2 separate regions of the Rattus norvegicus genome follow, and region 2 is linked to region 1. A link is a contact called in public Hi-C data. All regions are on one chromosome and are shown on one strand. Each heading gives the region's core, a stretch centred on a gene start, on an enhancer-like site or on the middle of the called end of the contact. The rest is flanking DNA. Distances are from core to core; before and after follow the strand shown. Region 1 overlaps Parp4 (poly (ADP-ribose) polymerase family, member 4). Region 2 holds the start of Mphosph8 (M-phase phosphoprotein 8).

The links. Hi-C and Micro-C count contacts between places; a contact is called where the count stands out from the background.
Region 2: a contact with region 1 is called in a Hi-C map of liver, with 2.5 times the contacts expected there. The contact joins the promoter of Mphosph8 here to the enhancer-like site in region 1. A contact is called at or near these places in 2 of 12 Hi-C or Micro-C datasets (hepatocytes and liver).

What each region holds. Positions count from the first base shown.
Region 1 is chr15:34,872,557-34,877,580 of GRCr8, reverse strand. Parp4 (poly (ADP-ribose) polymerase family, member 4) reads right to left here. Exons shown (of 34, transcript NM_001427093.1): 24 at 4,691-4,878; 25 at 2,129-2,228; 26 at 360-530; 27 at 70-150. Among named protein-coding and RNA genes, the nearest start is that of Mphosph8, 41 kb to the left of the region's middle. Within about 2 kb of position 2,905, at least 4 of the 93 cell types and tissues checked have an H3K27ac peak or open chromatin away from gene starts, as enhancers often do. A contact at or near this core is called in liver, where this site is marked.
Region 2 is chr15:34,912,487-34,917,814 of GRCr8, reverse strand. It overlaps Mphosph8 (M-phase phosphoprotein 8), which reads right to left and starts at 1,646. Exons shown (of 14, transcript NM_001017375.2): 1 at 1,364-1,646. The coding sequence starts at 1,576. LOC120097219 (small nucleolar RNA SNORA5) reads left to right here and starts at 3,740; the gene lies at 3,740-3,902.

The DNA.
Region 1 (5,024 bases), core at 1,656-4,155:
AATTTGCTTGGCTAGTGCTTTCCCAATGAGTTCTACCCACAGCCTGGCAGTTTGAGATTTGAATCTTACAGTCCCAGTTGTCTTCTGAAGCTCTGTAGTTGACACCATTGTGCAAAATTCTTTCTCTTGGATGAATGCACACAGGGATGCCTGAAACAGGAGAAACACAAGTGCTCTGTTAGCATTTCTGCTCCCAGTGTGTGCTAATGGTGCCGCACCCCTTCTGGCCACCCCCTCCTCTCCCAAGAGAAATCAAGAGCTTCCCTGGCCAGAGGGGAACCATAGTGCCAAGAAGAGGGGAAGAACCATAGCGAAATCCATCGTCTTCCCCATGGTGTAAGGAGCTCTGCCTTTCTTACCTGTGTACAATGAGGAATGAATCCATAGACCAGGAGTCGATCATTGTGAAACAAGGAGGGCACGCACGTGGGAGCCTGCAGGGGCTCAGGGGCATCTCTGCTAAGCTGCTGCCACTTCACAGAGACGGAGTGACAACTTGGGGAGTGTATCCTGGCCATTTGGGCTTCTATCTATAATACAAGAGAAAATACTTCTCCTTTAATGTTAACATCTAAAAACAAACACAGAGCCAGCCAGTTGGCCGGACCCTTGAGTGCTTGCCTTGTATAAATGGTTGTATGGTTTCAATCTCTAGTATGGCAAAGTCAACAAACCCAGAAATAGTTACTTAACACTTAGAAACTTACATTATGTCTTTGAGGATTTTATAGTTTTTTTTTCCCTTCCTGTCACTGGGGGAGATATTTTATTTTAAACAAGGTTTTAATATCTAGTCCTGGCTGACTTGGAACTTGCTCTGTAGACCAGGCTGGTCTCAAATTTATAGTGATCTACCTGCCTCTGTCTCTTGAGTGCTGGGATTAAAGGTGCCATCAGCTTAAATAAATACATTTAAGTTTCTTGTTTCAGCTTGTGGCGATGGCTCAACAATGGGAGCACTTGTCACACAAGCTGGGCAGCTCTGGATCATAGCCAGTGGGAATGGGAACTGTGCAGCTGCTGTGCAAAAAAGAGTTCCCCTCCTGAGTACAAACCCAGAGCTGAACAACTGGAAGGGCTCGACAGGTAGTGTGTGCCAGCATTCACGCAAGCACCATTCACAGCAGCCTGTGGTGGGAATAGGCCACGTTCACTGATAATTACCAAATACAACGAGGTGTCTGTGCACCTCTCCCAGTCTCTCTCTATCTCTCCCTTTATCACCTATTTATGATAGAATAATCATATATGAGTATTTGACACACTATTATTCATCCCTCAGATGGGCATTGTGACCCATGCCTGTAATCTCAACACTTGGATTGATGGGGCAGTAGGGTCAGGAGTTCAAGTCCATCCTCAGCTCATCCTGGGTTACATGAGATTCCTTTTATCAAAACCCAATTAAAAAAAAGAATAAAATATTTGGCCTTAAAATGAAAAGAAATTCTGTCAACAACACAATACCGATAAGTCTTGTGGGCATTACGCTAAGTTAAATAAGCCAGACACAAAAGAACAAATGTTTTATGCCTGTGCATCTAGAAATATCTGGAAAAGGCAAACTCAAAAAGATTGGAAATAGAACAGATATTGTCCAGCACTGAAGGCAATAAGAGTTATTATTATATTTAATTTATATTAAATTATTGTAGACTAGATGTGAGGTTCTGAAAATGGCTGGAAATGATGGTTAGACCACTTTGGATTTGTAAGTCTTGTGGGCATCATGATTTACGCAAATCACGATGAAGGACTAGCCATGGGGTGTGGTCACGTCTGTAATCCAGTGCTGTGGGGCACAGGGAAGAGAGGTGCTGAGAATAAAGGCATACACTGCCCTGTCCGGCTTGGCCTCTCTTATTATTAAAGATGTATTAAAACCTCTGACTTCGGGGCTGGGGATTTAGCTCAGTGGTAGAGCGCTTACCTAGGAAGCGCAAGGCCCTGGGTTTGGTCCCCAGCTCCGGAAAAAAAAAAAGAACCAAAAAAAAAAAACCTCTGACTTCCTTGTAGGTCTTGCCTATTCACAAAAGGTAGAAGTCACTACCAGACTTGTAAGAAGACAGGATTTCTATATGTAAACAAACGAGTACAGATAAGATATTTTAAAAAGAAACCTACATACCTGTTTTTTCCAACTGTGCTTAGATTTTGAGTTAAAATACTCAAACACTCCAGCACCACACTGAGACAAGGTCCTTAGGATGTGACGATTCGCTGTAGAACTGAGCACATTTCACACATTTTAATTAAAGACATTTTTTTTTTCAGACAAGGTTTCTCTGTATAATAGCCCTGACTGTCCTGGAACTCATTTTATAGACCAGGCTGTCCTCGAAATCACCGAAATCCACCTGCCTCTGCCTCATTTTTTTCTTCTTCTTTTGAATTTTAATTATTATTATTATTATTTTTTTTATAAAAGTCTCATTCTGTAACCCAGGCTATTCTTGAACTTGGGGCAACCTTTCCACCTCTTACAGGTATGTAACATTATGACGGGCTGAGATGCATTAGTCTTACTCAGTGGCCTGTGCTGGCCTTGAACTTGTTTCTTAACTTCAACCTGTCACTAGCTGAGATTATAAATTTGTGCCATGACACCCAGTAATTTTCAAGACATTCTAGACATAGTTGGTAAACAGATGTTAACGATGTCAAGAAAAATGAGGGAAGAATTTACTTTTCTGTTCCCGAGTTAAACAGATTAAATGCAGCCAGGGTGCTGCTCATGGTCAAGCATACCCAAGGCAAGTGGGGCTCTTGAGTCAATGTAGCCTTGGCAAAATGTAGGGGGTACAAAGTCCTTGTGCAGATTAGCATTAGGAAATCCAGGACTGTTAATCATGCAGGGTTGCCTCTTCAAAGGAAGAGTTGTGCAACCTGTTTTCTACCCCGAAGGCGGGGAGTGGAGATGGTCAGTAGTCTGGTGACCTCTGTGCTATCTGCATGATGGTGACCACAATAGCTCCCTTAAGGTAACCTGTAAGAGCTTTGATGTGACTATGCCTTAAGCTTCATTGTACACACAGGATTGTTTTATACCAAGAAACCCCCCCCCCCAAATGTATTGTGCTCAAATATGCCTAAAATAAACGTCCCGGTTCAGACTCTAGAAATGTGAATGAACACTTTCTAGTGAGTTGTGTTGAAGCAGACTTCTTTCTTGCCTCACACAAATGACACTCTTTCTGGCCAGGGTGTTTGCAGAGACCTCCACAGCAGAAATATCAAACAGTAAATAAAGCCAGGCAGTTGGCGCTGCATTCCTCTATTCCCAGTGCTTGGAAGGCAGAGGCAGGTAGATCTCTAAGTTGAGGTTAGCCTGGTCTACAGAGTGAGACCTTGTCTTAAAACAAACCAAAACAACCGATACAAAGGGGAAACAAAATAAACAGAGGTGTGGAGAGAGGTGTGGGAGCAGCCAGTTCCACTTTTATTGAAAGAATAAAGATTTTTAAACTATCCCCCACTGTCCCTGCTGTGAGGGCCAGTGCACCTCACAAAAGAATAACATCACATGTTATGGGAAAGTAGTCCGGCCATAGACCACCTGGCCTCGATAAGGCCTAGCTCTGCATAGACCATCCGGCCTCAATAAGGCCTGACTCAACGTAAGACACCTGGCCTCAATAAGGCCTGACTTACCAGTCCTGAGGAAAAAGAGTTGGGGTCAGCTTACCCCAGAGGCAGGGTGGACTGGAGTTGGACTGAGCCCAAGCTAGATCATGTGTGCCAATGTAAACAAACCAGTAAAATTGCTTTGCTTTGTGTGGCTGTTGCCAACTGCCTATGTAATTTTCCCTATAAATACCTTCCCCTAGTTGGGCTCGGGGTCGACTCTTCTGTCTCCTGTGTGAGATACGTGTCGTTCCCAGAGCTCTGGTTCCTCAAATACACCTCTTGTTCATTACATCAAGACCGGTTTCTTGTGAGTTCTTGGGGGTTGTGTTGTCTCGAGATTTGAGTGGGGGTCTTCCCCACCCCCCTGGTCTTTCATTATCATCAGTAGCGGTGGAGTGCCTTCAGAGGCTTTGAGGAAGCTGGGATAGAGCCCAGAGCTTGTACTCAGGGTTCACTTGCAGTCTACAAACCATCTCCTAATCTGCCTTACCTCCTGCCTCAGAACAGGGGTTCCTGGTGTCCTGGGGTAGAAGCTGTGCAGGAAGAATGTCTGGGCTTCAGGGCCAGCCACCAGGCAGGGGCCCTGCGGGGACAGCAGGAGACCCTCCCTGCCTTTTCCTAACACAGATGCCAGCTACCATTCCAACAACTAGAGGAATGACTATGACCCCTGGACTTCGATGCAAATGCAGAAACCTGATAACACAGGAGAGGGAGAAGGCAGGTGAGAGGCAGATGCAGCTCCAAGAGCAGGCATTGCCAACCATGCACATGCCCCAGGGAGCTGTGCCAGGCTGCTCAGGACAAGCTGGTCATCTGAACTGTTGTGCTAAGTAACAGTCCCACGAGGCCCATTTTACAAATGAAATGACCTGCTCAGGGTCCCTGCGGTTGTAAGCCTCTGGCAGCACCGTCCTAAGGCAAGAAGAGCTCAGCTCCTTGCAGCATACAGATTTCATGTCTTATACCAACTTCCAAGCTTGCAAAGTTCCCGGACAGACAGCGTAAAGACTTGTCCACTAGCCATCTTTGTCGCTATGGTGACCAGATCTCTGGAACTTACCCAACAGCGCAGGTGAACACTCTGGTGTGCTGGATATTTCTTTTCACGAGCTGCAAGGTCAGACTCTCACTCTGAAGGTGGCCATCGGATATGAGGAGAATGTTCCGCAACCCTTCTGAAGGGTACAGGAAACTAAGATAGCGGAGAACTTTCCAGAAGTCTGTGTTCCCCATGGAAGGTGCTGCAGACTGCAGAAGAGCAAGTGTCACAATCTTAAGACATGTCCATCCATTATGTGCAGCTGCACATGATAGCCTCTACATTCTAGCTGTTATGACAAACTAAGCTTCCTTTTATCACCCCTAACCCCAGCGAAGATTCACTCCAAGCACCC
Region 2 (5,328 bases), core at 397-2,896, 41 kb before region 1:
GGCACAAATGTAGTGCAGACAGACAGACATACAGGCTGAACAACTATACACATAAAAAATAGGCTACAATAGGGAGGCAGAGGCAGGAAGTTGTGAGTTTTAAGGCCAGCCTGGTCTACACAGAGAAACCCTGTGTCAAAAACAAAACAAAAGAGGAGTTCTCAGAGAAAAGCACCACTTTAAAGAAATCTCTACCAACAAGCCAACAGGGCACAGGGTAAACAGCAGTCCATTAACAAAAAGTTTGCCATTGGATTGAAAATTAACAGGTGAAAGTTGGCATATGGTAGGTAACAAATGACAGAAAATACAATAGAAACAAACCATCGTATAGGCATGATACCTATCTACAGCGCTTACCTTCTCCTTTCTCCAAACTCCCATTTCATTTACTCATTTAATAATCCCGGGGCTGGGGGACAGAGCTCTGCTGTAAACCTCTTGCCTAGCATGCCTGCAACCCTGGGTTCGAGTATCAGATAACGAATCTGCCCATGCTGTTACTGGACTAAGTGTCCGTGATTCAAGCATTAATATAAACCACATCCCCCGATTAAAAGAGCCCACAATCTAGAGCAGAAAAGACAAATGTAGAGATAAAAGACAAGGCCTTAAATAGAGGTCTCCACAGAGCTTAAGGACAGACGTGAAAGCACCTTTTTCTCAGGTAAGGGAAACGGGTGTGTGTGTGTGTGGTGTGTTAAAGGTATCACAAACAGATGGACCCCAAGACTTGGAATTTCCGCCGGGGACGACAATTGCAGTAAGGAGGATGTTAAGTGCCCGAGGATGATGTGTGAAGATTTTCCTTTCAAACTTAACTCTAAATCTCTGAGTTACAATCATAAAACAAGCAGAAAAGAAAGGGACACTGGGTTGGGAAACCTTTACCGTCCCGAGCACTCGGCGTGACTGGGGTTTAATTGTGAAGACGAATGAAAATTCCTGAATTTAAGTCAAGGAGCATTTTTTACTTCTAGAAAACATTGGGACAACGGTGTGGAGAAGGGACTATGACGACTCGTGGGATTTCCTCCAGTCCTTCCTAACGGAAAGCAGTAGCCCTAACCGTATACCCGAATACTGAAGGCCACAGAAGTCCCCCACCAGCTGCCTTGTATCCTACGACTCTCAACATTCCATGTCACTGCTTCGTCTCTTCTGCCAAAACACTTAGAACTACCCTAAGCATCCATCCTCCACAGACTGCGGTCAGGGTCCTCTCCAGGATGTCAGTCTGCGCTTACGGACCGGCACCATCCTTCTAGGCTGTTCCAGGCTGTTCCGCGTCCCACTCGGATTCACCCCCACCGCCCCCGCCCCTGCCCTCTGGCCGCGTCCTCGCCGCGCAGCCCCCACGTACTCCCTCGCACTTCATGTCCAGGATCCTCTCCACCTCGAAAACGTCCTCCCCATCCTCCTCGCTGTCCCCAACCGCCACCGTTCCCTTGGTGGCTGCGTCCTTCTCTTCGCCCGCTGCTCCACCTCCTTCCACCTCGGGAGATCGGCCAATGTTGTCCGGAACTGACATAACTAGCGCGGCCACACTCATGTTTTCCTCAGTAGCCGCCGCCATCACAAACGCTGTGCAAACCAACGCGAAAAACCGCCAGCGACGTACGGCGAGACAGCTCCGCGCGCTGGCCGCTCCGCCCTAATCCGCTTCTGCGGCGTGACTCGACAGTGGGAGAAGCCAGCCAATTGTGGGCGTCGAGTCTCGGATTGACACACAGAGTGGCCAATCCTGCAAAGGGGCGCTCCCAGGAGCCCTGGGGAGTTCGCGGGAAGTGGATGGGCGGGTCGAAAGGCTTTCTGAGGAAGAACGCTGCCTCGGGGTCGAGCGGAAGGGGTCGGGGGGGGGGGGTAGAGTGCGAGGGGCGGTCCTAGCATGTAACCTCCCTGACGCCAGGGAGGCTGGCTGTCTGTGGAGACCTGTTGTTTGGATAATCTCAGGGAGACCTTGAGGGTTCTGGGAAAGGAACCCTCGGTGTTAACGAGACTGGTCTTTGCGGAATGACTGCCCAGGAATGTTTTCACACTTACATACGGTTTTGGCTGGCGTAAATGGTGTCAGTAGTAGAATCAATTGCATATAGCCTATAGGGATATTTCATTTTAATGAGTAGCATTTAAAGATAATGGGGACCCGGGAGGTGGCTCAGCGCTCTGATCGCTAAGTATTAGGACCTGAGTTTAATTTCTAAGGATCCACAAAGCGAGAAAATTCCCTCAATCTCTTGCGCGCGCGCGCGCACACACACACACACACACACACTCACACACACACACATACACAACACTGATGGAGGCAGGGAGGGAAGGAAATGAAAAGCTCAAGTCTGTAATTCCCGCACTGAAGACGCTGAGACTGCAGGATTTTTTGAAGAATTCAAGGTCAACCTACACAGCAAGACACTATATCAAGTAAATAATAATTTATCGGATTTACTTGTCGGCCTTTGAATTTACTTGTTGGCCTTTGGAAGTAGTTCAATGATAGAGTGTCTGGCAGGTGAAGGTTGGAGGCATAGTCCAGCACCTGAGTAAAAGTTGGTTCTTTCCTTCGAAATAGAGAGCTCAGGTTGCCTGGCTTGCCCCGGTTTGGGCTATATTTAATTAATTGGATCATTCACACCTGATAAACCAAGCCAAAACCATGTATGTGTTTGTCCCCAAGTTCCCTTGCTTCTTATTAAATTGAAAATAACAGAGGCAGGTATGGGGTTGATGCAAGAGAAACGTAAGTAATAATGATGCTACAAAGAGTTCACAAAGAAGCTTGCCTCCCATATGACTGGAAGGTACCAGGCTTATTACAAAGTCTAGGAAACAAATTTGTGGGCCAAAATTGAAGTTTTTGGGTTGCTGAGAAAGTTTCTGTTAGTGTTTGTGCCCTAAGATTGACCTCCAATGAGCCTCCATTCCCACAACAAAAGGAGACAATCCTAACGTACAATCAGCTATTAAGCCTATCCCCCTTATTAAAAAAAAAATGCCTCTGAGGGACAGCTCAATGGCTGAATCCCAAGTCACAACTATCATTAAATCCTAGTCTGCCACTAAGTCCCCTGTGCCCTCATCAGGAAAAGCATAATTCTGGCAGGTGGGCAAGATGACCCTGGATAACAAGTACGGAAAAGAACAACACTGGTGTATATACTTAGAAGTAATTCTGACACTATCCTTGCTGTGTAAATCTTGTATCTGCCCGAGTGAACAGACTTTCAGTCTCCTGTCTCTGTTTAAATTGTTCCAAGAGTAACTTGGAGCTGGGACCTGAATGAGATGTAAGAATAGCATATGTGGAATGCATAAACTGAAAATGAATGTAAGTCAGTAAAAATTTGTTCACAGCTGGCCCCTCTTTGAGCATTATCTGGAGCCAGATTCATGGTATTTTAAAAGGCTAATCAAAGGGTGGGGATTTAGCTCAGTGGTAGAGCGCTTGCCTAGCAAACGCAAGGCCCTGGGTTCGGTCCTTAGCTCCAAAAAAAAAAAAAAAAAAAAAAAAAGTGTGTGGAGTGAATTTTCACCAGAAAGACACACTAACTTTAGAACGGGTCACATTCCTATAACCTCAGCCTTCCAAAGGCTAAGGCTAAGGGGGGAGAGTGAAGACTTCAAAGCCAGACTGGTTTAAAAAACACATTTAGATTAGATTGATAGATACCAGATATAGATGGAAGACAACATAGATATTATCAACATACATCAGAGAATGAGATAACAAAATGATTTGTGCAGATTATGAATAACTGACAATTGTTTGATGTTCGTACAGTACTGCTAGGAAAAGTCACTTAAAAGACATTTTTCTAATGGCTGCCACAACAAGTTCTGCTGCTCATGGGCCCTGGGTGCTCTAACCTGGGACCTGGGGATAAGTTTGGCTGCAGACACTGTAAAACAAAAAAAAAAAAAAACATTTTTCTGGCGTTACTTCCAGCCTTCCTCTAGCCTCTTGTGTCCCCAAATGTGTGTGCCTTTTCTCAGCTGGTCTGCCAGAGACCCTCCTGAATGGGAACTGTAGTACCCTCCTCCCTCAGCAGGCCCCATTTCCACTCCAATAAGAAACCATCAGGAACCAACAAAACCTCACCAAACTGCAGGGACAAGTGCCCATGGGTGGGAAAGGAACTGCTCGAAGAAAGGAGATATTTCATAGAACAGCACTGCAGATGATAAGAAACTGCGGTTCTCCTTAAACAAGTTAGCGGTAAACAACGTCTCTGGTATTGAAGAGGTGAACATGTTTACAAACCAAGGAACAATGATCCATTTTACAACCCTCAAGTCTAGGGTCTCGGGGCTGGAGAGATGGCTCAGCGGCTAAGAGCACTGACTGTTCTTCCAGAGGTCCTGAGTTCAATTCCCAGCAACCACATGGTGGCTCACAACCATCTGTAATGGGATCTGGTGTGTCTGAAGACAGCTACAGTGTACTTGTATACATTAAATAAATTAATTAATTAAAAAAAAAAAGTCTAGGGTCTTTGGCAGCAAACACCTTCACCATGACAGGCCTCGGGTGAGACAAAGCAGCTGACAGAAATGCTTCCCAGCATCCTCAAACAGCTTGGTGCAGATGGTCTGACCAGTTAGAGACCGGCTGAAGCTCTTCATGAACAATCTGTGGATGGAAAAGCAGCACTTGCTTCTGGAGAGGAGGAAGATGATCAAGTTCCAGATCTGGTGGAGAATTTTGATGGAGAATTTTGATGGGGCTTCTAAGAATGAGGCAAACTGAATTGAAGCAACTTCTGAAGAGGTGACATTTGCAGAAGTTACAGGAGCTGCTGTTTTATATCATGGCTACCTTTTAAAATTCTTTTGTGTATGGATCTGATGAAAACTAGATCTCTAATATTTTTAAGCCCCAAGGCCCATGGACACTGCAGCTCTTTTTCAGCTTTTTATAACTAATTCATTCTTTGCAGAAAATTAACCGGAAGAAGTCTGAGAATGGAATTTGGAAAAGGTCAATAAAAAATTTTTTTTTGCTTTAAATTTTTTTAATTTTTTTTTTTTCAGAGCTGGGGACCGAACCCAGGGCCTTGCGCTTGCTAGGCAAGCGCTCTACCACTGAGCTAAATCCCCAACCCTGAAGCTTTAAATTTAAAGTCAGTAACAAGTCTGTGGTGGGGAACATTTTGCTTACTGGAAATGTATTATGATGTCTCTTACATTCAAAGAGACTGGAACTTTTGCTGGACTTCATGCCACAGTTAATAATCTAATGTCCTCTTCTGACCTCTAAGGGTACCAGGCCACACACGTGGTACAGACATACATGCGGGCAAAACATAATAAAATTAAACTCATAAAAAG